6 separate regions of the Mus musculus genome follow, and all the other regions are linked to region 6. Evidence: chromatin contacts called from public HiCAR-type, HiChIP or PLAC-seq and promoter capture Hi-C data. All regions are on one chromosome and are shown on one strand. Each heading gives the region's core, a stretch centred on a gene start, on an enhancer-like site or on the middle of the called end of the contact. The rest is flanking DNA. Distances are from core to core; before and after follow the strand shown.

The links. HiCAR-type assays count read pairs that join an accessible place to other places. HiChIP or PLAC-seq counts read pairs in DNA pulled down with a chosen protein or histone mark. Capture Hi-C pulls out chosen DNA fragments and counts their contacts.
Region 1: a contact with region 6 is called in a HiCAR-type map of kidney, with 6 times the contacts expected there. The contact joins the enhancer-like site here to the promoter of Nectin3 in region 6. A contact is called at or near these places in 7 of 39 promoter capture datasets (the 3T3-L1 cell line, cranial neural crest, epiblast stem cells and 3 more), 3 of 484 Hi-C or Micro-C datasets (adipose-derived mesenchymal stem cells, embryonic fibroblasts and liver), 5 of 115 datasets of contacts at active chromatin or transcription factors (VIP interneurons, embryonic midbrain, forebrain and 2 more) and 1 of 9 other capture datasets (pancreatic islet).
Region 2: a HiCAR-type map of kidney shows a contact between it and region 6, with 6 times the contacts expected there. The contact joins the enhancer-like site here to the promoter of Nectin3 in region 6. A contact is called at or near these places in 8 of 39 promoter capture datasets (the 3T3-L1 cell line, 3T3-L1-derived adipocytes, cranial neural crest and 4 more), 7 of 484 Hi-C or Micro-C datasets (the AML12 cell line, epidermal suprabasal cells and liver), 8 of 115 datasets of contacts at active chromatin or transcription factors (craniofacial prominence, embryonic forebrain, embryonic hindbrain and 5 more) and 2 of 9 other capture datasets (liver and pancreatic islet).
Region 3: a contact with region 6 is called in a promoter capture Hi-C map of liver. The contact joins the promoter of Plcxd2 here to the promoter of Nectin3 in region 6. A contact is called at or near these places in 6 of 39 promoter capture datasets (3T3-L1-derived adipocytes, embryonic stem cells, liver and 3 more), 8 of 484 Hi-C or Micro-C datasets (LSK cells, the N1E-115 cell line, Sertoli cells and 2 more), 1 of 115 datasets of contacts at active chromatin or transcription factors (astrocytes) and 1 of 9 other capture datasets (liver).
Region 4: an H3K27ac HiChIP or PLAC-seq map of neural progenitor cells shows a contact between it and region 6, with 8 times the contacts expected there. The contact joins the enhancer-like site here to the promoter of Nectin3 in region 6. A contact is called at or near these places in 8 of 39 promoter capture datasets (the 3T3-L1 cell line, 3T3-L1-derived adipocytes, cranial neural crest and 4 more), 1 of 484 Hi-C or Micro-C datasets (cerebral cortex), 5 of 115 datasets of contacts at active chromatin or transcription factors (astrocytes, embryonic forebrain, kidney and 2 more) and 1 of 9 other capture datasets (pancreatic islet).
Region 5: an H3K4me3 HiChIP or PLAC-seq map of neural tube shows a contact between it and region 6, with 5 times the contacts expected there. The contact joins the enhancer-like site here to the promoter of Nectin3 in region 6. A contact is called at or near these places in 7 of 39 promoter capture datasets (the 3T3-L1 cell line, cranial neural crest, hippocampal neurons and 2 more), 1 of 484 Hi-C or Micro-C datasets (muscle stem cells), 3 of 115 datasets of contacts at active chromatin or transcription factors (embryonic forebrain, neural progenitor cells and neural tube) and 1 of 9 other capture datasets (pancreatic islet).

The regions. Positions count from the first base shown.
Region 1 is chr16:46,799,256-46,802,734 of GRCm38.p6, forward strand. No RefSeq gene overlaps it. Among named protein-coding and RNA genes, the nearest start is that of Nectin3, 300 kb to the left of the region's middle. Within about 2 kb of position 1,481, at least 1 of the 459 cell types and tissues checked has an H3K27ac peak or open chromatin away from gene starts, as enhancers often do. A contact at or near this core is called in kidney, where this site is marked.
Region 2 is chr16:46,838,845-46,842,456 of GRCm38.p6, forward strand. No RefSeq gene overlaps it. Among named protein-coding and RNA genes, the nearest start is that of Nectin3, 340 kb to the left of the region's middle. Within about 2 kb of position 2,122, at least 1 of the 459 cell types and tissues checked has an H3K27ac peak or open chromatin away from gene starts, as enhancers often do. A contact at or near this core is called in kidney, where this site is marked.
Region 3 is chr16:46,008,414-46,011,810 of GRCm38.p6, forward strand. It overlaps Plcxd2 (phosphatidylinositol-specific phospholipase C, X domain containing 2), which reads right to left and starts at 2,000. Exons shown (of 4, transcript NM_001134480.1): 1 at 1,281-2,000. The coding sequence starts at 1,443.
Region 4 is chr16:46,767,333-46,770,914 of GRCm38.p6, forward strand. No RefSeq gene overlaps it. Among named protein-coding and RNA genes, the nearest start is that of Nectin3, 270 kb to the left of the region's middle. Within about 2 kb of position 1,284, at least 11 of the 459 cell types and tissues checked have an H3K27ac peak or open chromatin away from gene starts, as enhancers often do. A contact at or near this core is called in neural progenitor cells and second pharyngeal arch cranial neural crest, where this site is marked.
Region 5 is chr16:46,893,102-46,896,691 of GRCm38.p6, forward strand. No RefSeq gene overlaps it. Among named protein-coding and RNA genes, the nearest start is that of Nectin3, 400 kb to the left of the region's middle. Within about 2 kb of position 2,175, at least 8 of the 459 cell types and tissues checked have an H3K27ac peak or open chromatin away from gene starts, as enhancers often do. A contact at or near this core is called in neural tube, where this site is marked.
Region 6 is chr16:46,495,481-46,499,105 of GRCm38.p6, forward strand. It overlaps Nectin3 (nectin cell adhesion molecule 3), which reads right to left and starts at 1,487. Exons shown (of 6, transcript NM_021495.4): 1 at 1,135-1,487. The coding sequence starts at 1,294.

The DNA of each region.
Region 1 (3,479 bases), core at 231-2,730, 300 kb after region 6:
TACTTTTAGAAAGACCACATTGCACCCATAGACAACTGAGCAGAATATTCAGGTTGGTCTTGAATTCTGACCTTTCAGACTCATGTTAAGTTAAATTTAAGGAGTACTGGTAGACTACTTTTTGCCAATATCTGTGTCTACCAAATTAAATTTACATACAGAAAAATTTTATTTAATGTAGTTATTGATGTGAATGGACATAGGTCTACTATCTTCGTAATTCTAAAAATATTTGTCTCATTACCTCATTACCAATGTCTGGGCAGGGAGACAGAGGCAGGACTTAAGGATCAGGGGCAAGGAACAAAGGAGAGAGAGGAAGGTGAAGAACCACCATGCTAGGAAAACAGAAATAGCAGCACTAAGAAGTACAGGGCAGAGACTGACAGCATGTAAAAGTTGGGCTTCGTGGCCCTGGAGGGATGTAGCCCTCAGTCCAGGGCAGCCAGGATAGAATATAAATTTTAGTAAGAAATAATTCAGGAATGTTGAAGGGGAGAGTGTGTTAGCTGTGGGGAGGTTTGGAAGTGCCCAGTCACTGCGCTATTCAAGACATTTTAAATATAAGGCTCTGTGTGTGTGTGTGTGTGTGTGTGTGTGTGTGTGTGTGTGTGTGTGTGTGTGTGTGTGTGTGTGTGTGATTCGAGAATACAGAGCATTTGGGTAGGCAGCAAGGAACTCGCACTGTGGCTGCTAGGAGTAGAGCTGATTAGTCAACTACAGCTAAAAAGGGTAAACACAGGTTAATCTTCATTTCCCATTGAAAGCAACTATAACTGCTTATGAATTAAGAAAGGTAAAGATTAGTACATAGTTAGAAAAAAGAGAATCAGACTTTGAAATAACATAGAAAGAGCAAAGGTGTTTATCATCCCCCATCCCTTTGAGATTCTCAAGTAAAATGCAATGCAATTGCTCAAATGCCTGGCATCTTTATCTATAACTCCCCACCTTCATATATGTGTAGGAAGCTTCTCTCTCTTTGTTATTGTTAATGTTTCTCTTTCCTTTTTGCACTCCCAAGCAGCTGACTTGGAAGGAAAGGCAAAGAAGAGTTCATCTAGTTTGATTGACTATGTTGACTATGAATACACATTCTAGAAGACTATAAGCAAGATTTACTATTTCTCAGGAATATTAGCTGCATAACAGAAGACTTTGAACTCTATTAGGGTCTCCTAAACTATCAGACTAGTATTGGTACAAATGGAAAGTTACAAATTCATCCTAGGCTATGAATTCTTTTATCCTTAGAATGTCTTGCAGGACTTCTACATTCTAAAACTGACCTTATTATTTTATGTATTTTTCCACAAGGTAATTTTATTTTCTTAATTGAGATATTTATTCCCCTTATTTGTTTAGTCTTGTAGACCCTGAAGAAATCCATAAACTGAAAACTGAGGTTTGAAGAACACTACAAAATCTGGCTGGGAATTAATACGGACTGCAGGCTGACTTAGAAGTTAAGTAGCCTCAGCAGGAAAAGTCCGACCCTTGACACTATTTTACTTTTAGCACCTGATACGGTAGTGAAGAAAAAGAAAGTGGGGAGGTGAAAGTCAACTTCTTTTGAATTTCAGGTTTGAAAAACAATTGAGAAAAGTTCACTAAAAAAAAAGGACCCTGGTCCTTTAAATGCGGCTCATTGCAATTTTAATATTTTATGGTTACACTTTAACTTTTATTTCATAAATTAAAGATTAACAGTCATGCCTAAACTAGAATATTTTTTATCCACTTACAAAAACACATTGACTAACACTAATTAAATTTGCTTAATCAAGCTTAACAATGCTACATGCTGTTACTCATCAGAAAGTAAGGAGCATACACATTTCCTAAAGTGCCTGCGCAAGAAGACCAAAGGGGATTTTTCTCTACTGGGGTATCCAAGGGTTCAGCCATCTGTTATTTACTCTAATTTTTAATAAAAGTTATTATTCATCTTTATTGCTAATCATTTGCCTTACAAGTGAAGCACACATGCGATTCTTGTTATCGTTTAAAACCTGAAAGAGAGACAAAAGGAAACAACTGCTTCCAACTGTACCACCATAATGCTTGCAAATGTTTTGATGCCAGCAGAAGGGAGATGTAGGTGTGATGTAAGTAGTACCTACTATTAAATTGCATATAGCATAATTTAATCACAGTGCATCAATGACCTTCCCCCACCAAAAAAAAAAAAAAAAAAAAAAAAAGGAAAATGTGATCACCATTAATACCCTGAAGGACAAGACAGTGGCTACAGTGGCTGTGTCATTCTCTATCACATTTTGCTTTTGTCCATAGCTAATCCCATTTTGACCATCTTAACTCAGACCCTGCAGATATACAATAAATCATACCTGAAAGAGCAAGACGAAAACCTGTTGATGGAATTGCCTTCAAGCTGCAATGAACACAGAAAAAAAAAAGCCAGGTATTGAGAGAGGGTCAACTTCAGAATAGAGGTGAATGAAGTTCTGCGTACTGAGAAATTGTACATTAAATATACTTAGTGGGAAATAGCAGGGCAGCATCTCCAAGGGTAACCTCCAGTGTCTTGACTTGAAAGCAAATAGCTACAGTCTGACATTTAAGATGGGATTCAGGAAGGGTCCTGCTGCTTTTGAACAGGGATCTGATCATTAAAACCCATGGAGTGAGTGGACCAGGTCACAATAATGCCTCATGTTTACTATAACGAGACATTGCATTAGGCACCAGGTGATGGGTCACCTCAGATTCCAGTCGATCCCCTGCAGCAACCAATTTCACACACATTTTCCCCAAATGAGCCAGACTGAGAGGAGTTAAGTACTTCATTCAAGGTCATGTGAAATTGAGATTTATAGCTTTTGCAGTCTGAAGCCAGGTTCTTTTTCAGTTTGGTATTCAAGGGGGCTATCACAGACAACAAGCCATCAACCGGCATGTTCTGTGCTAATTGAAGAGAAATAGCACTGTCTGTGATATGTTTTTGATGGATGTACTTATGGCAAGTGTGGACGTTAAAACTGAGTTTAATAAATAACAGTTTAGTATCAACAAATGTAATACAGAGGCTATGGAAAAAATGGATTATGTGGAACTTTGAAAATTACTTGCTCTGATGCTTGGTCTTTTTTTTTTTTTTTTTTCAATGGCAGGAGTGACAGTGACTTCTCAGTTTTAGGCATAACATTTATTATGAATTGTGATGTATTTTCCAAATGCTCATTGTACGAAGTTAATTATGCACAGTGAAAGTCTGCAAGTGGATGGGATGGTTTGCCTCATGCTGAAGAAGGGTTTATGTTTTAGATCTGGCACAGCTTGGGAAAGGAAGCTCTCCCAAGGAATAAACCAGCAACAGCCACAACAGAACAGCCCCAGCCATGCAAAGGAGACCCACAGGGAAGAGCCTAAGCCAATACTGGAGATTCTTTGTAAGAACCTTCTGGGTATTTGATAGAGTTACTCACAGAAGGTTGAAAGGTGTGTCTTAATATGGT
Region 2 (3,612 bases), core at 872-3,371, 340 kb after region 6:
TATTACATTGTTGATGATCTAGTCTTAGATAATGATGAAAGGGGTAATAATGAAGATGAAACTGAAGCTGAAATTTATAGTTAATGGATATAATTTGTAGAAAAATGAGAACTAGTTAAATTATAGATCACATATCATATTAAATGACAATACACTTATTGATAAAATGATTATTCTATTGGATGCCATTCTAATTGCCAAACCATGATTGCATTATAGCATAGCTTAGCTACAGATAAAGAATGTAATATATTAAACCAGTAAAAAGTATTAAAAATAGTCTGTGCCAATAAGTTGGTACATGAAAGTTAGCATAGTCTTATGCTATCATGTTTTGTAAGTTGTGTGCCACAAATATTTTGTATTGTTAGAAGTATATAAACTTGAAGCAAACACACATTTATTTTACCACAGAACTAGATATTAAACATTTATTAGTATCTATTGCATGGAAAAATAAAATTTTCCTCCCTAAATTGAAAATACTTGAAATAAGACAGGTCCTAGCCAAATGTTTTTCAGCTGGAGATTGGTTTTGCTTTATTTTATTTTATTTTATTTTATTTTATTTTATTTTATTTTATTTTATTTATTTATTTATTTATTTATTTATTTATTTATTTATTTATTTTGATACGGGGAAAAATATGACATAGGAGAACAAAACAACAGCCAGTATATGTAAAGCAGTATTTGGTAAGCATCAAACCAGTGACCTCTGAAGGTCACATTCAGTTCTTAACTAAGTGCCATGACATGGCCAGCTCAAGGGTGAAGTTAGTTTCATAGTTAGCTCAAGTGATTGTAAGTTAGTTTCAGCACAAGTGTGCTCAAGGATTTGTTGTCTTCATGGTGACACACGGCTTTTTATTCTTAACGTTTTGAGTTTTTAAAACTCTCTGAGTTTGGGTCAAAGATTTTAGGCTTAACATGAAATTAAAAAGCATAAGGGGCTCCCTTTCATCGACCAGAGGCAGATGGCATATTTGATATCCATGTTTCAAATGGACTTACCAACCAGCATGAAAACAAACAGCAATAACAAAACCTAAACTCCATGACTTTCAGGAGAGCCAAAACATGGTTGGCAGAAAACATTTTTATTTTTAATTTTGGCAAAGCAATTAATGTGGAATGGAGGTAATGGCGTTACATTCCTTGTTAGTTCAGAGAAATGTCTAATATCTGCTCTATGCTTAACACCAAACTGAAGTCCTTACTGCCAAGTAAATATACTATGCATTAGTGTCAGTGTTATGCATTGCTTAGGCTTTGAAAATCACTTTTAATGAATGGAACTTAGAGACAAAGGCAATATTACCCAAACATACTTTTGGATTCACTTAGAGCATTGTATTGATCTCTCAGTGGACAGTAAACCCTATTATAATTTAGTGGCTCAGAGAAATAGCCTCTCTCCTGTTCTGGATAATACCCATGTTGCTCTGCTTACCCTGAGGTCACTTACACATTCTATTATTTTGAGTGCTGCTTGGGGTAGAGTTGGAGGGTCTTCATGCTCATCCTTTTGTCCTAGGCATTGTTGAAACTGCCAAAGAGGGGGATAATCATCTCTCTGGAACCTCTCATCATCCTATGGTTCTGCTGTATGTCTTTCTCGGTGGTTAGGATGGTTCCTTAGAGTGAAAGAATTCACGAAGTCCATGAAGGCCTAGCACTAGAGCAGATACCTAGTTATCTCTTCCACATTTTATTGGTCAAAGGAGGCACAAATCCTGTAGAGAGACGTAAAGGACATGGATGCCTGTTGATGGGAAGAACTTCAAATTTCCATGGGACATCTTATGGGAAAATTGCCACTTTGGATAATACCAGTTGACCTCCAATATGACTCTGCAAATTCTTTGAAGAATGTTTGTTAAATTAATTGGAAAGTTTCTGCTGTCAGTTCTGTTTTGGGGATTAGATACCATGCCTGCTTAAGAGCACATTAAATCATATAATTTTCAATTCTTAAAACATACAACATGTTGAAGATGAATTATTAAGACCTGCCTGCAGACAGTGTTGAGACTCAGCAATCAGCCAGAGCCAGTGTGAAATGTACATTTCCCTTCACTTTGGAGTCTGGCATCAATGTTACTCTCAAGCTAGCAATCAGTGATTCTGTGGTTAACTCTTAGACAGACTGGAATGCTGTTAATGAGCAAACCTATTAGTTGTGTCTATATTAGGAATTTGCTGACAATTGTTTCCTTTTCTAGAAGCCAAATTCTCTGACCTTTTAAATAAAGAAGTGGATGAAATATGGTATTATACACTGCATTGGTGGGAAAACAGCTTGCAATTTTTCTCTGGAAAATTAAATAAGCAAAAGAGAAGATTGGCGATAGGAAGGTACTGTTTGAGATTATAAGAATAGTTGGGTTCATGAATATCGAGTTATATCAGCCTTGGAATGTTGTTTAATTTATCATGATCTGAAAATAATAAGTAACAGTTTCTGCCTCAAAGGGTTTTCATGAGGCTGAAATGAGATGCTGTTGTGAATTGGTACAGAAACTAGTGCCACTGAGTTCTAGATAGCTGGAAGTAATAGGTATTGTAATTAAACATTAACAAGAAGAAAAAAAAGCATAGTTCTTTACAAACTATGCACTAAACATAGCTCAAAGTAAAACTACTAAAATGAACTTAGGAGATATTCAACAAAGGACATGCATTTATGCATGCTTTCTTAATTTTTATTTAAAATATTCATTCATAGCACCTCTGTTTTTATTGCTGTGGTAGAACTAGGTTAGCAAAGAAAAAATAGAAAAGGTATCACACTCGCTGTAAATTCTGACTATCTTATTTATCTGTGATGCAATGCAATCCTTCCATGCATCAGAATGACCCCTACAGTTCAAGGTCTATATCAAACAATGTCAAAGGACAAGCGTGGGTGACACACAGTCCTTAGATCTCATTCATTTCTAAAAAAAGAGTTGTGTTCTTGTCCACAGTTCTCCTGTGGATGCTTTCTGTTATTTTCTAGTTTTCTCTGTACTTTCCTCTAGCTTATGCTTTTTATAGTTTTATAAAGCATAAATATTTTTTTGTAACCCTCTCATCTTGTCCCCAGTAAATGGTTTTTTTGTACAGGGTATTAAAATTCCCAAATTCTCTTCTATTGTAGCCCCACAACCCTCATAAAGTACTTTTTTTTCTGACAGGAAGATGTCTCCCTTTAAGCGTCTTTTATTATTTGTATTGCTTGGCCACTTGCCCTTTATCAAATGACAGAGAATGAAATCACGCTCCTCTAGAAGCTTCTCTTTCACAGGTGGTTTATAAAGTACAGTCCAAGTAGATATGGCCTGAGGGGAGATTTGTAAGTCAATCTTCTCATAGGCTTCTCTCTGCAATGATGGGCCAGATCCTCAGCCTCACCCCCAGCCCACAGGCATATTTTCACATGAGCTAAAATACATGCAGCAGAGAGATCTGATAGGAAGAATTTTAAGAGTTGGGAGATAAACATGATAGACTGGAGCCTGAAGGGCCTTCAGCTGTTCCATATTGGGAAATATCTACAACAAAAGGTATGAGCCTGTTATCAGGAAGAAAGATACAGTATTTGGTCAGCTTACACTTGGTCTTGATGTT
Region 3 (3,397 bases), core at 750-3,249, 490 kb before region 6:
ATGGAGGAGACATGTTCTGAAGCATGGCCATCTGGCATTTCCCCAGGAACTGTAGTTAAGGGCCAGTAAGACAGAAGGGACTTGTAGCTGTAACAAAATCTTTCAATCTTTCTCTTGTTTAACAGCAGTTAGGGCCCATGAGGACAGTGAACCTGGAAGAGCTCCAAGAGAGGTGAGCAAGGCAAACAAAAACAAACCAAAACAAAAACCTCCCAAAACCCAAAACAACAACAACAACAAAAAACCCCAAACCTCTCTGTCCCATGCATAGAAAGCAGATGGAGGTGTCTTGAGGTCATCTTTTAAGGCAGAAGAGAAAAGCAAGTAGGTCCAGGGAATGCATGTGGGCTTGTCTGAGAGTCTAAACTTTAATTGCTATGTCCCCAAGCAAGAGAAAGAACTGGTCCACCGCTTGCTCCCTGAGTGCTTCTTAAGTACCAGCATTGTAGGATTTCACCCACCTCACCAACCTGAGCTCAGTGTGGTCTAAACATCCTGCCCAAGATAACTATGTTTTAGCAAGCCTTTCAGTGGAAAGATCAACCAATTGCCCGAGAGCACTGTCAAGCTTTGAAGCCTCTGGCAGAGGAATGCAGCAAGAACAGAGGTGCTTCTCAAGGCTCCAGTTCTACATCAGCTAGGCAGACACCTGTGTATATATAGACAAAGCTTCAAACACCGTCACTTCATCACACCTAATGACTGCCTGTGAGGACAGACTGCATCCTCTATTTCTGGCATTTCCAACAACAAAACTATGTGCCTTGATGCCCAGCCTAGAATCTGAACCTATTTTCTAACACTTATCTGATTTTTGTTTTCAAGAAAGGTCAGATAAATGAGAAAAATATTCTTTTCAGCTTCAATGTTGACCCAGAGCTAAGATTGTTAAGGACTTTCTACCCATTATTCTTGATCTCTCCCCCTTTCCCTTAAATGATTCAAGTCAGCGAGCCTTTCACATACCCAGGCCTCTGCATCAAGATGGTTAACATTCTTAGACTGAGGCCGTATGGTGTAAACAAAATAAAAACAACAAAACAACAGCGCAGTGATTCCATTCTCTCAACTGTCCCTTTTGCCAGTGATGCAGTCGGCTTGACTGACTCTCTTTACAGCAGCTACCTTCCTGTTAAGTTTTTTTTTTTTTTTTTTAATTTGGAAATAAAAAGAGATCACTGACAATTGTTTTTCAACACAACAGAAAACAACCAACCCACTAGCAAACACTAAAATGGCAGCATTAAACACAGTGCGAACAAGTAGTTATAGACGAATACCTGGGATTGCCAGATTGGAAAGGGGGACGTTGTGGAGGTGAGCGGGGAGCGAGGCCATCCAGTCGGCATTGCAGACCTCCGAGGCTGTCTTTGTCCCGCTGGGATTGGGAGAGCAGATGGTACCCATCCTGAGTTTCCTTCTGGCCTTTCTAAATGCAAGCATCCCTGTCGTCCACGATTTAGACAGGCTCAGTCTAGTGCCACTCACTCTGTGGTCATCACCGCTCGGGGCTCTCTAAACATTTCAGAGCACATGGGTCACGCCAGTCTTTTCAAGATCCTTTTCTAGCTGGGAGATGGGTCAAATAGGTGCTCCCCTGCCTGCTGCTCCCGCAGTCCCCACCCTCTTCGCCTTGCCACTGAGATCCACTCCTTTAATCTCCTCAGTCCCTGGTCAGTTAAACTTCTTAGTTCCCCTCTGGAGACGGGGGAGGCAGGCCCGAAGATACAAACCTTCCTGAAACCCACAACATCCAGGAACAGCCACACCCGGAGCTACTCACACGACAGGTGCCCACAGGGCATAGAGACGTGCCAGCGGGCTGCACACACGTGCGCACCCGGGTTGCACCATCTCTTGTTCATGGGTGCTTCCGTGGGTTTCCCCGGGCTGGTACACAGGCTGGGCCTGCCTGCACCCCCGCCCCCTGGCTTCTCTGCCCACTGCCCTGTGCTTTTCTGAAGGGCTCTCAGAAGAGTAACCGGCAGCCCCGGGACTCTGGCGGCCCCGCCCCGCACTGCCGGGCAGATTTGCCAGACTAGGCGAGCTGTGATTGGTCGTTGGCGGGATTCTCTCTGATTGGACAACGCTCTGAGGGCCCGCCCCTACATCGCGCTCCCACGCCTCCCCTGCTTCTTAGCTCCTCCCCTCTCCACTCCAGCGGGGTAGCGAGTGGACAGGTCGGGCTGCGGCCTGCTGCTCCGGAAGGGGAGATGTGCACCGTGGCCGGCTGTCCTCAGATTGATCTTTTTCTTGTAGATCTCTGACGCGACCTCAAAGGTTTCTCCTCTCTCCCTCGGCCTTACTCTCACTGCGGTGAAAATTACCCAGAAACGCGCTACTTTTTTTTTTTTTTTTTTTCAAACCACCGTAGCAGCAGAAACAGGAGAGCTAGAGAGGCCAGAGAAAGGTGCTGCTGCGGCTCCTATTTAGATGGCAGCATCAAAGCAGGTTTGTGTTTGAAACAATGCAAACTGACAGTTCTCCTGCACAGTCCGCTGAAACTGGCCAGTGCCATTATTTCCGTTTCACAGAGGAGGAGATAATGGTGCTTTGGGTTCCTGTTGCTGTTGTTTGAAACCTTTTGAATTATTTGTCTCACCTGCTCCTCACAGCATTACCACAAGACTCAGAGTTGCTGATACACTTCCTCGAATGGATGAAACAGCCTGAGGCAGGTCACGTGGTGGCAGTCTGTGCAAAGTTCATTTTGAAATGAGGTTCCCTAACTCGGTCTGTAGAACACAGACCCACTTCTCTGCTTCCTGAACTGTTCCCACTTCAAATAGTATTCAAATGTAGTACAGAGTTTTATAATCCGATATTGTTAGTTAAAATTTGTAGTTAGATTTATATATTTCTTGTATGCGTTTTTCTGTGAGAACATGCATGTGTGCAGTTCAGAGGACAGATTACTCCAGTTCTCTCCTTCCTTGAGACCGTCCCCGGGGCTCAGATCGTCAAGTTTGGCAGTAAGCACCTTTACTCACTGAGCCACCTCCAAGATCTGACCTGCATACTTTGCAAAAAATAAAAATAAAATAAAATAAATAATAAAAAAATACTATTTTGGCAAACAGATAATTTTATTTAAAAAATTTTAAATTAAGGTAGCCTTTTATAGCAAGAAGGACCCTAGAGACTCAGGAGGGCCTTAGGGGAAAAGAGAACAGTGGCCAGAACTCTTAAAACTCCTGGAGTTTATGTATAAAACCCTAGGGCAGCTGTCGTTTAATCACCAGATGACCTCCATTTTACCCCTGTATCCCAGGCTACCTGTCTTAGTTAGGGTTTCCGTTGCTGTAAAAAGACACCAAGTCCAAGGCAACTCTCATAAAAGACATTTAACTGGGGTTGGATTACTGGTTCTGAGGTTCAGTCCATTATCCTCATAGCA
Region 4 (3,582 bases), core at 34-2,533, 270 kb after region 6:
GTCTTCCCATCTTCTCCTGGGAGAAACAACCTGGCTTCAGGTAGCACATTCTGCTATAAATTCCCACCATGGTTTAAGGGAATTCTGGATTAATTCTTGGCTAGGGTTCATCAGCCCTTGTTGCCACATTCCTTGCTGCTAGAGATAGGGTATTTTGATTGGAGACCAACAAACTATAGAAATACATGTCTCTGACTGAAAAATAATTATTTCTTGTATCAGATCTTCTCTTGACCATTAGCAACCGTTTGTATCATGGAGTTCTATATGTCACCATTTCTAGTGTTCTGACCAGTGGAAAACCTCCTGTTAGAGGGTCAACACCATGAACAGGTTACCCCCTGAATTCCTTACTCTATGTATTTACTGCATTCTCATAACTACATGAATGGCACTTAGGGAATGAGCAGCAGAGCCCTGACCTGAGTCTGATTGTCAGTAAGAATATCCAAGTCATGACCCAAAAGGACATGTTTCTTCCTTGACTTTGACCCTCCTCCCCACAGTTTCTCTCCATGGTCTGTCAAGTGAGATACTAAGGGGAAGATTTCTCTAATTTTCTACTTTCCTGTTTTATATGTTTCAGAACTCAGAAGTCACTTTCCCCACAATTACATAGTCAGTCTGTAAAGTCTTAAAGAAGTATTCGAGCCCTTCACATTTCTAGAACAGTGCTCATTTTACCCAGTGTTCTGGTAAATACATTCTCTTTAATGACGGTCGCACTAAACAGATAGATAATCTGGAGAAATGGATTGTACCAAGCACATCATGCCAAAAGCCCATTCTACTATTTGCAGTTTAATTTGCCTCTTAGAAGATACAGACCCATACTGCCTGCATTCACTGATTTATTTGAAAAATATGGCAATCATCTACTGCAGCAATCTTATTGTGTTTGCTTTATTTTTATCACTATGGTTAAATTAAAAAAAAAACAACCAAAAACAAAACAACATGTAGACTCTGTAGCTGATTGCCCATCTGAATCCTTGTGATTAATCTGTTTCCCTAGACCCTAGCATAGCAGACAGAGTACAGTGATTATTTCCCTTGCACTTCAAAGCACAGACTGCCATTACTGCACAGTGGACATCCCTTTCCAGCCTGCTATTAGGGTGTTGTCATTCTCCCTGAGAGTTCAAGATCCTCAGCACATCTGTATACAACATGCAGAAATGCAGAGATGTCAAAACCCAGGACACATGCAGCCCAGCTCCTGACAAGCAAGAGTGGTATTAGCATTGGTAATAAGAACTACCCGGGCTTGTCTGCAGAGGTCTCTCAGTTTGGGATCATTTACATTCACCACACACAGCATCTAAACCTGGCTTCTATGTGAATCAGCTATAAAGAGGACATTGGAAACCCTCACAGTCAACTGAAATTTCAGTAGAAATCTATTCATCCTAATTAACAAAACCCTCAGACCTGCTTCCTGACAATTAACACAGCCCACTCTGATCCTATTATTTAAACTGACAACAGCAATCTTAGGTTTCACTGTCTCCTAGAATATACCACATAGCCCCTCTAATTCTGAAGACCAGGTTTCTGATTTCTAAATAGATTCCCTTGACTCTCAACAGCAAATACTTAGGGCATTTGCATTTCACTCATTATTTGTGCTGCTGTAGGTAGAGCATGACCCTGTTATAAAAAAAACAAAAACAAAAACAAAAACAAAAAAGCAAAACAAAACAAAACAAAACAAAAAAACCCAAAACCCAAATCAGGTCCAACTGAGAACTACTTAGTATGGTGTTTATAGGCCTATTAGATTTTCATAAAACATATTTTAGAGAACCAAGGGAAAGAAATGGAATATTTGTACCGTGGGATTATCTTGGTCTAATTTTATTTTTCATTTCTGTCAACAAAAGCTCCTTCTTAAATTGAAATGATAGGAGGTCAACTCCTGTCCACAGGGAATAGAGAGAGTGTTATACTTTGTACTGGTAAGCACAACGTGGGAATTCACAACAATTCCTAGTACATTTCCTTCTTGACAATTAATATTTTGGCATCTGAAGATGAAGACATTTAGAAATTGTTGACAACTAAATTTTTTTTAAAAAATGTATGTGTAAAGGGGGGGGGGGAATCTCAAAATCTCAGAGTCTGTCTTTGATCTGTCTCACTGTGTTACCCTCTATGACGTCAGTTCACCACTCCTGGTACTTAAAGGGGCCGACCATTGCTTTTTTCAGGTCAGATGCTAATTTAGAGATGCAGTGTGAAGTGATGATGAATAATGGATGAGCCACTTTCTGAACCGAAGTCCCAGATTCTAAGGAACTTGAGAAATCTTCAAAGCCAGCTGGAATTTGTGAACTCTTGTGCCAGAAGGGACCCATCTGAGGGAAGGGTTAGCTCGTCCACCTGCTTGGCACTCTACTAGCTGCCAGCTGGATTTGTTCCTTCAGTTACAAGAACAAATGAAGTTGTCACGTGTGAAAATGGTGAAATGCCTGGTTCTAAATCACGTTTGGATGCAGTCGGTCTGTTTTCAGTTATCTACTAATGCAGAGAGCATGATGTGTGAGTTCAGAGGCACATCACATTGTTTTCAGAAATCTTTGATCTACTAATGCTCATCCATACCCTTTTGCAGTTCCTTTGCATTATGCTTGTGTTGGGTCATCTAGAGAAAGCCGGCTATTCCTTTGATAAACAAATGACACTGAATTAAGATTTATTCTTCAAAAGATGTATAGTACTACAAACAAGTTGAGTAAACACTGACTGGCCATCTGAAAAATTTTCCCTGGAAAGATATTAAGTAACTTAGAAGTTTCTAAGCAAGGACTTTTTGGACTGTCTGAGTCTGTTCCTCTGGATAAAGAGTTTATGATGTTCTCCTTGACTTGGTAAAGAAATACAAAGTGAGTGGTTGGCTACCTCTTTAATGACTCTGTGATTTTATTTTATTTGGTAGTCCTGGAGATTAAACCTAGAGTCTGACACAAACTAGATGAGAGGACACCCATATTCTTAGACCCCTACAAACTGTTGGAAGACTCTACAAAAAGTTATGGATAGTGGCTCCAAGTTATCATGTGGTGGGACTTCTGGTGTCCTTTAGTCATATGTTGTAGGAGAGGTTAGAAGAAGTGAGGAACAGGTTCATAGTTTGAAATAAGGAACATAACTTGCAAGGAGGGGGGACTTGTTCAACTTCAGGCAAGAAAGAGCTTTCTAATAAAAGTGGCAACAGATGAACATCCTGTTGTGCTAGAAATATTCCAGCCAAAGATAAATATTCCTTGAAGAGCTGTTCCAGCGAGAAATCAGATGAGCACCCCGGCTTCGTATCAAGCTGTGGCTTCTTCCTTTGACGGTCCTAATTATTAGTCTTAGACAGACAGTCTGTTCAAATAGAAAATTTAAATTGAACCTTGTGGGAAATTATTTATTATACATAAAAAAACTTATGACATGGGGGTCATAGAACAATTGGTAACTCTGAACAATTCATGTCCTTGGGAGTTAAAGTGTGGTAGTTTAGGCTTGGAAACATCCGTGAGTTTTAGGCTGACTTCTCAAACTGGTTGGCATCTCTGTTAAAGGTATGAGTGTGCT
Region 5 (3,590 bases), core at 925-3,424, 400 kb after region 6:
ATATGCCTTGGAAACTGAACATTCCATCTTACCTTAAATAGGATATTATTGTTTTGTTCAATGAAATGAGATTTTAAAATCAGCAAGGCAGAGTGTACATTGTTACTCTACTGCTTACTAATTATGTAGCATGGGATACCTTATTTAAGGTATTAATGGAATTCTAGCATTCTGAACTGACAATTTTATTGCCTGAGAGGACTGTTATATCTAGATAAGGCTAGTAAAGCATTTAACACAGAGATAAACAGCAAATATACATTTGCATTTGCTTCTAAACACAAAACTATGACTCTACCAAAAGTAATTTTGGAAATATTCTTAAGTAGCTATGAGTGGATAAATTTTCCCTAAGGGCAATTACTAAATCAAGAAGATACAGCTAAAAGTTTAAAAAGTTAATCAGAACATCTACCAGAGCCAAGCTTCCAAAGGAACAAGAAAAAAGAAAATCTGGTCTCTAGGAATACACATGTGGAGATCTCTTTGAAACTGTCAGCTCAGGTCAGAATCATAGAAAATTACATAGCAGAAGAAGGGTGAAGCTAGACATCTGTAAGCCCTAGAACTAGAAAGCCTACCTTGAATTCATTCAATCTCTGGATTCTCCTTCTCTCTGGAAGAACAGATCAGCATCCTAAGTTACAAACTGTTTTCATAATTTTTATATAAAGTATCCAGGAAGAACTAGGAATATTCATGGTTTTGAAAAATGAAAACAAATTAAAGGAAAATAAAAGTGGACTGTAGGGTTAATAGACAAAACTAAGTTCCTTGGAAACGCTTCAGACTCTTCTGGTATCACTTCGGGGCATGTATCCTGGTTCATTATGCTTTTGCCACTGTGATCCTAGTGCCTGAAACAACTACAGAGAAGGATTTGTCTCCTGGTTTCAGAGTATTTGGTTCATGGCTTTGTACCAGACACTGGCACAGGATATTGTGGCCACAACAATTTTTCACTTCACATCTGATAAGGAAAAGGAAGGAGATGTAGAAATTCAGGTGGCTTGTCTTATTGCTTATTCTATTCTTTTGAAGAAACCTGCCCATGGGATTGTCCAATCTACATTTAAGATGAGTCTTCCCATAAGTTATTCTTCTCTGGAAACCCCCCATAGGCACTTCTGCGGATGTGCCTTACCAATCCTCTGGGTCATTCTATATTTATTCAAGTTAATAGTGAATTATCCTGGGTCAGTACTACTTAGATTATCAACTTGACACAACCAAGAGTCATGAGGGAAAAGAGGAACTCAGTAATAAAATTGCCTTGATAAGAGTAACCTACAGATATGTTTGTTTCTTGATCACTAATTAATGTAGGGTTTATCCTGCTATGGTCCATTATATGCCTAAGCAGGTAGAAGTGGAATGTATTGTAAAAGCTGCTGAAACATGAGCCTGTAAACAAAACTACATTTTGAGACAGTAAATGAAACTACATTCCTTTATAGTAGTAGATGAAACTGCATTCCTCTGTAGTTTCATCCTCAGGTCTTTCTTGAATTCTTGCCCTGTATTTCCTCAATCATGAACTGTTACCTGGAAGTCTAAGATGAAATAAACCCTACCTTTTATCCAGTTTCATTTAGTCATGATTATCACACCAACAGACAACAAACTTAACAGTCATATAAGAGTCATAACTATATAGGGACTAGGCTTAGTTTAGTCATCTATTCTTGCCAACTTGATAGCTTTAATAACTTTCTGGTATAGCTATTTGCAGTAGGTCCCTCAAATTATGTAGATTCTCCTGTTTTTAAGATTCATTAAGAGACACTTAAAATGTGTAATTTGGGGTTAACTGTTCACTACTACAAAGGCAAAACATTCCCTATTATGCTACCCAATGTCCCGTGAATAATCACATTTTCCAGTTGGGCTGCAGTGATTGGGCTACAATCCCAACCCTTTGTATCAGGTTTCTTTCTCTGCTGTAGTCAGATTTCCTCTGTCTCACATAGTTCATTCATATGTGTATGCAGATCAGTATATTCCCAAATATTCCAGGAGACACATAGAGTTTCTGGTTCTTTCTCCAAGCATTTGTCCTTTTTCCAACATTTGAGTTTCCCTGGAATCCCCTTTAGCGCCATGCTCTGTAAATTCTTTGACAGTAGTAAACAATATGAATCATTTGGCCACCTTCTTTGTTGCTCACCTCACAGAATCACTGTCCTCTATTGCTCGGCATCTCATATCCTGAAAGCATTTTGTCATAACTTGACTCATTTAGTCATGCTACTATCCAAGGCAAAGTGATTTATCCCATCACATTATCCTATTTTGGTTGGCAGTAGTAATCTAACAACATTTTGTCACAATCCAAGATTTGGACATGCCCAAAATTGATCAACATTAAACTAGATACATAAATTATGATATATCCATACCACAGAATGCTATTGCAGAAATAAAGATATATGGCACTAGCTACCTTCAGCTACAAGAATAAATACCACAATATTGAACATAAGAAATAAGACATAAAATAACACAATAATGAAAGCTGGAAGATTCAAAACAATATACCATTTAGACTTCAAGTGTGATTATCTTTGAAAGAAAGAAGAAAGGCTCAAAATGCCAGGGACCCAGAGGAGACTTCTGTGGGCTCATCACCTTTAGTTGTCTTGACACTGTAGTAGTTATATGAGCATGACATGTTTATGGTAAATACTAAAAGTTTAATTGCTTTTTCTGTATTCACTATGAAGTATAATTCAGATGCTGTTTAAGAAAAGGAAATGCACATAACAAACAATAATACACATGATACATACCAGAATCACAAAATTCAGATTTCTTTAAATTATTTAGACACAGGTTCTCACTATGTATCTCTGCTGTCCTATAATTCATTATGTAGACCAGGCTGGCCTCAGACTTATCTCTCTCTTTCCAACCTGTACTGGGACTAAAGGCATGTGCCACTAAACCCAGCAAAAACTCAGGATTCTAACAGGCACACTTGAAAATACAGTTTTTGCAGACTACATGTACCATCTTTTTTTTTTTTAAATTAGGTATTTTTCTCATTTACATTTCCAGTGCTATCCCAAAAGTCCCCCATACCTACCCCCCATGGGACTATTTTAAAATTCTTGAGAAATGAACTCTATGATGTTTATGAACAGGGCGATTTTGACACAAATGTACATTGCTATAGTATATGCTGTGTGTCAAGGACCTCTCTGCTATAACAAACCACCTTTCACTAAACTGTCAATATAGATTCTTTTAGAATGTTGTTTTGATTTATTTTTTGACAAATTCCATATGTATACAGTGTATCTTGACTATATCTGACCCAAATCCTTCCTCTCTCCCTCTTTCCCTGTAGCCCTCCATTGCTTTTCTCCATACTTTCATATTCTGATTTTGATAATCCAGTGAGCCCAATTAAGGCTGCCTGTATATACATGGGTATGGGACCACCCATCACAGCACAAAGCTTAGACAACCTATGAACAGCCATACCCACAAAGAAAAATAAAACAATTCTTCCCTCTCAGCGCAGCCACTAACTACCACCAAGAGCTGTCAATGGAGGATTTTAACTGTGTTGATTTGCATCCACATCC
Region 6 (3,625 bases), core at 237-2,736:
CTTTCTTCTGCATCAGAGCACTAAGGAAATTTGTTCACATCTCTCCCTTATAATAAATACGGGTACATCAGCTTTTAAGATTTCATATGCACTGATAACCATTGTCTGAAAAAAATCTAAATCTAAGTTGTATTCCTCCATCTTTCCCGTCAGCAATCCTTAAATGAACAACACCTTGCGGCATTTTGATATTACCCAGACATTCAATAGCCTAAGACTGACTGGTAGCTTTATTTCACCAAATCAATGCTGTCCACTGATTACCACGTCCACTTCTCTAGCATGAAAAGTAAATATATCATTTCATTTTCATCTTCCTTAAAAAAAAAAAGTAGGTCTCTAAAACTAGTCTCAGATTCCGGGAACGGAACTTACAAAGAGATTAGCTCCTAAATCTGGAATAAAAGAGGCACACTGGAGAAACCCGGGGCTACTTGTTTTAACAGCCAGGGAACAGTAGGTGCAATATGTATTCAAAAGGTAAATCTTGCGTCCCCGAGAACAAGGTTTTCTTCTAAAATAACCAGGGGCTGCGTGAAGGACGTCCAAAAACTGGAAGGCGGCGTGAGGGTACCATCTGGGATCAACCCAAAGATCCAAAGGTTACCAGGGCACAAATCGTGCTGGAAGGGGGATGCAGGCGCAGAGTGGGTTTTTAAGATGGTGCCTTCTCCCGGAGGCCAGGAGGCGTGGACCCGAAGGCTACAGTGCGCTGGGCTAGTGTCCACAGGGTTTCCGGACTTGCAGCTCAAGTTTCATCGGAGAGAAAGGAGGAGGCGGCAACATGCACTCAGGCATCCTAACCTCAGCCTAGAAGTCCGCGCTCTCCGCTTCGGCGCATCAGCTCGGAAGTAACGGTTCCCGGGGCACGCGGGGCTCCGCGCACCGAGCTCCACCGCCAGCCCTGGGGGCCCAGCGCGACGACCCGCGCGGCCTCGGGGGGCGGGAAGCCAGCGGTCGGCGCCCTGTTCGCTCTCCCTGCCCTTCCCGGGCCTCGCCCGGGGCGCGGCGAAAAGTTTCCAGGCAAAGTCCGCGGCGGCCGCTCGCGCAGCCAACCGCCCGGCACAACCGCCTCGGCTAGCCTCGCCGCCCGCGCCCGCCCTGCTCAACCCCTCGCTCGCCCGCTTCACCTACCACAGAGCCGGGAGAAGAGAAGCAGGGGAATAAGCAGCAGCAGCAGCGGCGGCGGCGTCGGGGCCGGCAGCAGCAGTCCGGCCGCGGGAGGAAACGCCGAGGAAAGTTGTGCTTTGCCGCCTCCAGGACACAACGGGGCCGGGCCCGGGGTCCGCGCCATGCCCGCCTTGCCCCGGCCCACCCGCTCGCCCGCGCCCCGGCGCCTCAGGCTCTGGGTGGCGGCGGCGGCGGCGGCCGCGGCGCGGAAGGGCCAGCGCGCGTGTCCTCAACCCCCGGCTCCTGCGCCGTCGCCGCCCGCCGCCACTCGGCCGAGCGCTCGCGGCTGCCTCGACTCCGCCGTCGCCGATGCCACTGCCGAGGCTGAAGCGGGAGCCGCCCGCCGCCGCCACTCCCCTCCCCGCGGTCCCCGCCCGCCGCGAACTCCTGGGAACTCGGAACGCACCACCCCGCCCTGCGGGAGGGGGAGCCGCCGACCCTCACTACCGGGACGAGCCCGCCCTCCCTGCCGCCGGGCTGCCTGGACGCCGGCCGAGCCGCCCGCCGAGTCTCCTCCCACCCTCTCTCCCCACACGCTCCTCCCACTTCCAAAAGAAAAAAAAAAAAAACTTCATCCACTTGGAAAACCGGGCTTCTCCCGAGGCTAAGCAATCTGGACCAGGCAAGGCGGCCCCGCCCCTTGGCCCCGCCTCGTCTCCCCCCCTCGCCAGCGCTGGAGATGGTCTCGCCCACTCCGCCCCTCGCGGGGCTGGGGCCGCCGGGGCACACAGAGGCGCTCCGAGGCGGAGGGCTGCGGGACTCCTAGTCCTGCCTTTTTCTCCTCCAGAGTGGCGAGGTTCCCCTAGCGGGACCAGGGATAACCAGGGGGGTGAGGGGAAGGCAAGATGAGGGTACCGGCTCTCCGCGGGTCGGAGCGGGGGGTTGCCTAATTTGGGAAGCTGGATACCGCGGGGCTGGACCAGCCTTCTCCCTCCTCACCCAGGCGTAGGGACTGAAAGGAGATTCTCCACTCCTCCCTCCTCCCCAGGAGCATCCCGGTTCTCCTCTGTCCGGGACCGGTGTTGGCCCAGGCGTTTAGCCTGCTTTTTACACCGGGAGGGAGGCTTGTTGGAAGGGTCAGCGGAGCTGCCGGAGGACAGGAGGGGGCCCTCCGAAAGGTTTGCTCTCTAGCTCTTGCTTCTCTTGGGCTGCCCGTTTGTCCACTTTCTGCGCCGGGCGACCGGCAACAGGAGGCCATGGATCTCCCATGCGAGGTCTTCGAGTGTGGTCTTGTTTTCTCTTTGATCGTTCGCATGTTCGCACTTGTAATTTTATTTTCTCGCGTGTCTCTCTTTGAGTTATTCTCAGAAAAGTGACCTCGGGAAGTATTAAACATTTACCCTTAAGAGGAGCATCTGTGATTCACCATAACCCTCCCTCAAACCCCCAAAGCTTGTCTGCCCTTCCCTCCTCCTCTATCCGCCACGCACAGCCGGAGTGACTTGACCTTGAAGCCCCAGTTACCGTAGGGGGAAGGAGATGGATGAACAGTTTGGGCTATCTGCGGAGGCGGTGGAAGCGGAGGACACCGTCCGGAGGCCGGACACCATTAATTTTATGTTGTCCTACCATCCCCACCAGATAGCTAAAGATGTGCTCCAATAAGAATAACAGCCACCCAGAGAGCAGCCTGTGGCCACTAAAGTAAAGCTTGCCTGGTGCCCACGACAACGTCGTGCTCCAGACTGAGTCACTGGGATCTCCTCGGCTTAACACACTGATTTATGATGTCTTACTCACCTCCGTAGCATCCTATCCAGTCTCTCTTCTTTTTTTATCTTGCTCCCAGCACTGGGGCTACTTGTATTCATTACTTCCACCCCTTCCGTCTTTCTCCCTCCATCTGCCCGCCCCAGTCTTCCTGCAATCACTGCCTTCTATCACCTATCCACCTATCCTCCCGATGCACTTATGAATAAACCTTGCCCTGCATTGCTGGGGAGATCCCCCGGATGATGCTCATAATTGACAAACTGTAGCTATTGTGACATCCCCTCAGCTGTGCTGACACCACTCTTTCCCTTGAGAACACTTCTTCCCCTCTTTTCACATTCCCTAAATCTAATTTCACTGCTAAATTTAGACAGAGCCCACTGCTGCAACCACCAGCTAATTATCTGTTTAGATAGCACTTTAACACGTTGCTGAGTTTCAGTTAAATGTTAACCAAAATTTTAATATCGTTAGCCAATTTCATTTCCCCAGTCTTCCCCTGATGGCTCCAGATTCCAGGAAAAATAATTTAGCTAACATTTTTTAAAGGTGCCAAAGGCTTAATTCGGGGGCTACTGTGCAGTCTGCTTCGAAGAATAAGGAATTAACAGGCTGAGGCTATCTCCAAAGGGTGATCTGGAGCTTTTAAACAATCCTCTCTCTATGAAAACAGTTGATAGTAGAATGCAATTCTATTCCCTCACATAAATGAAGCAAAAACGTGGAGAACTTACTTATAGAC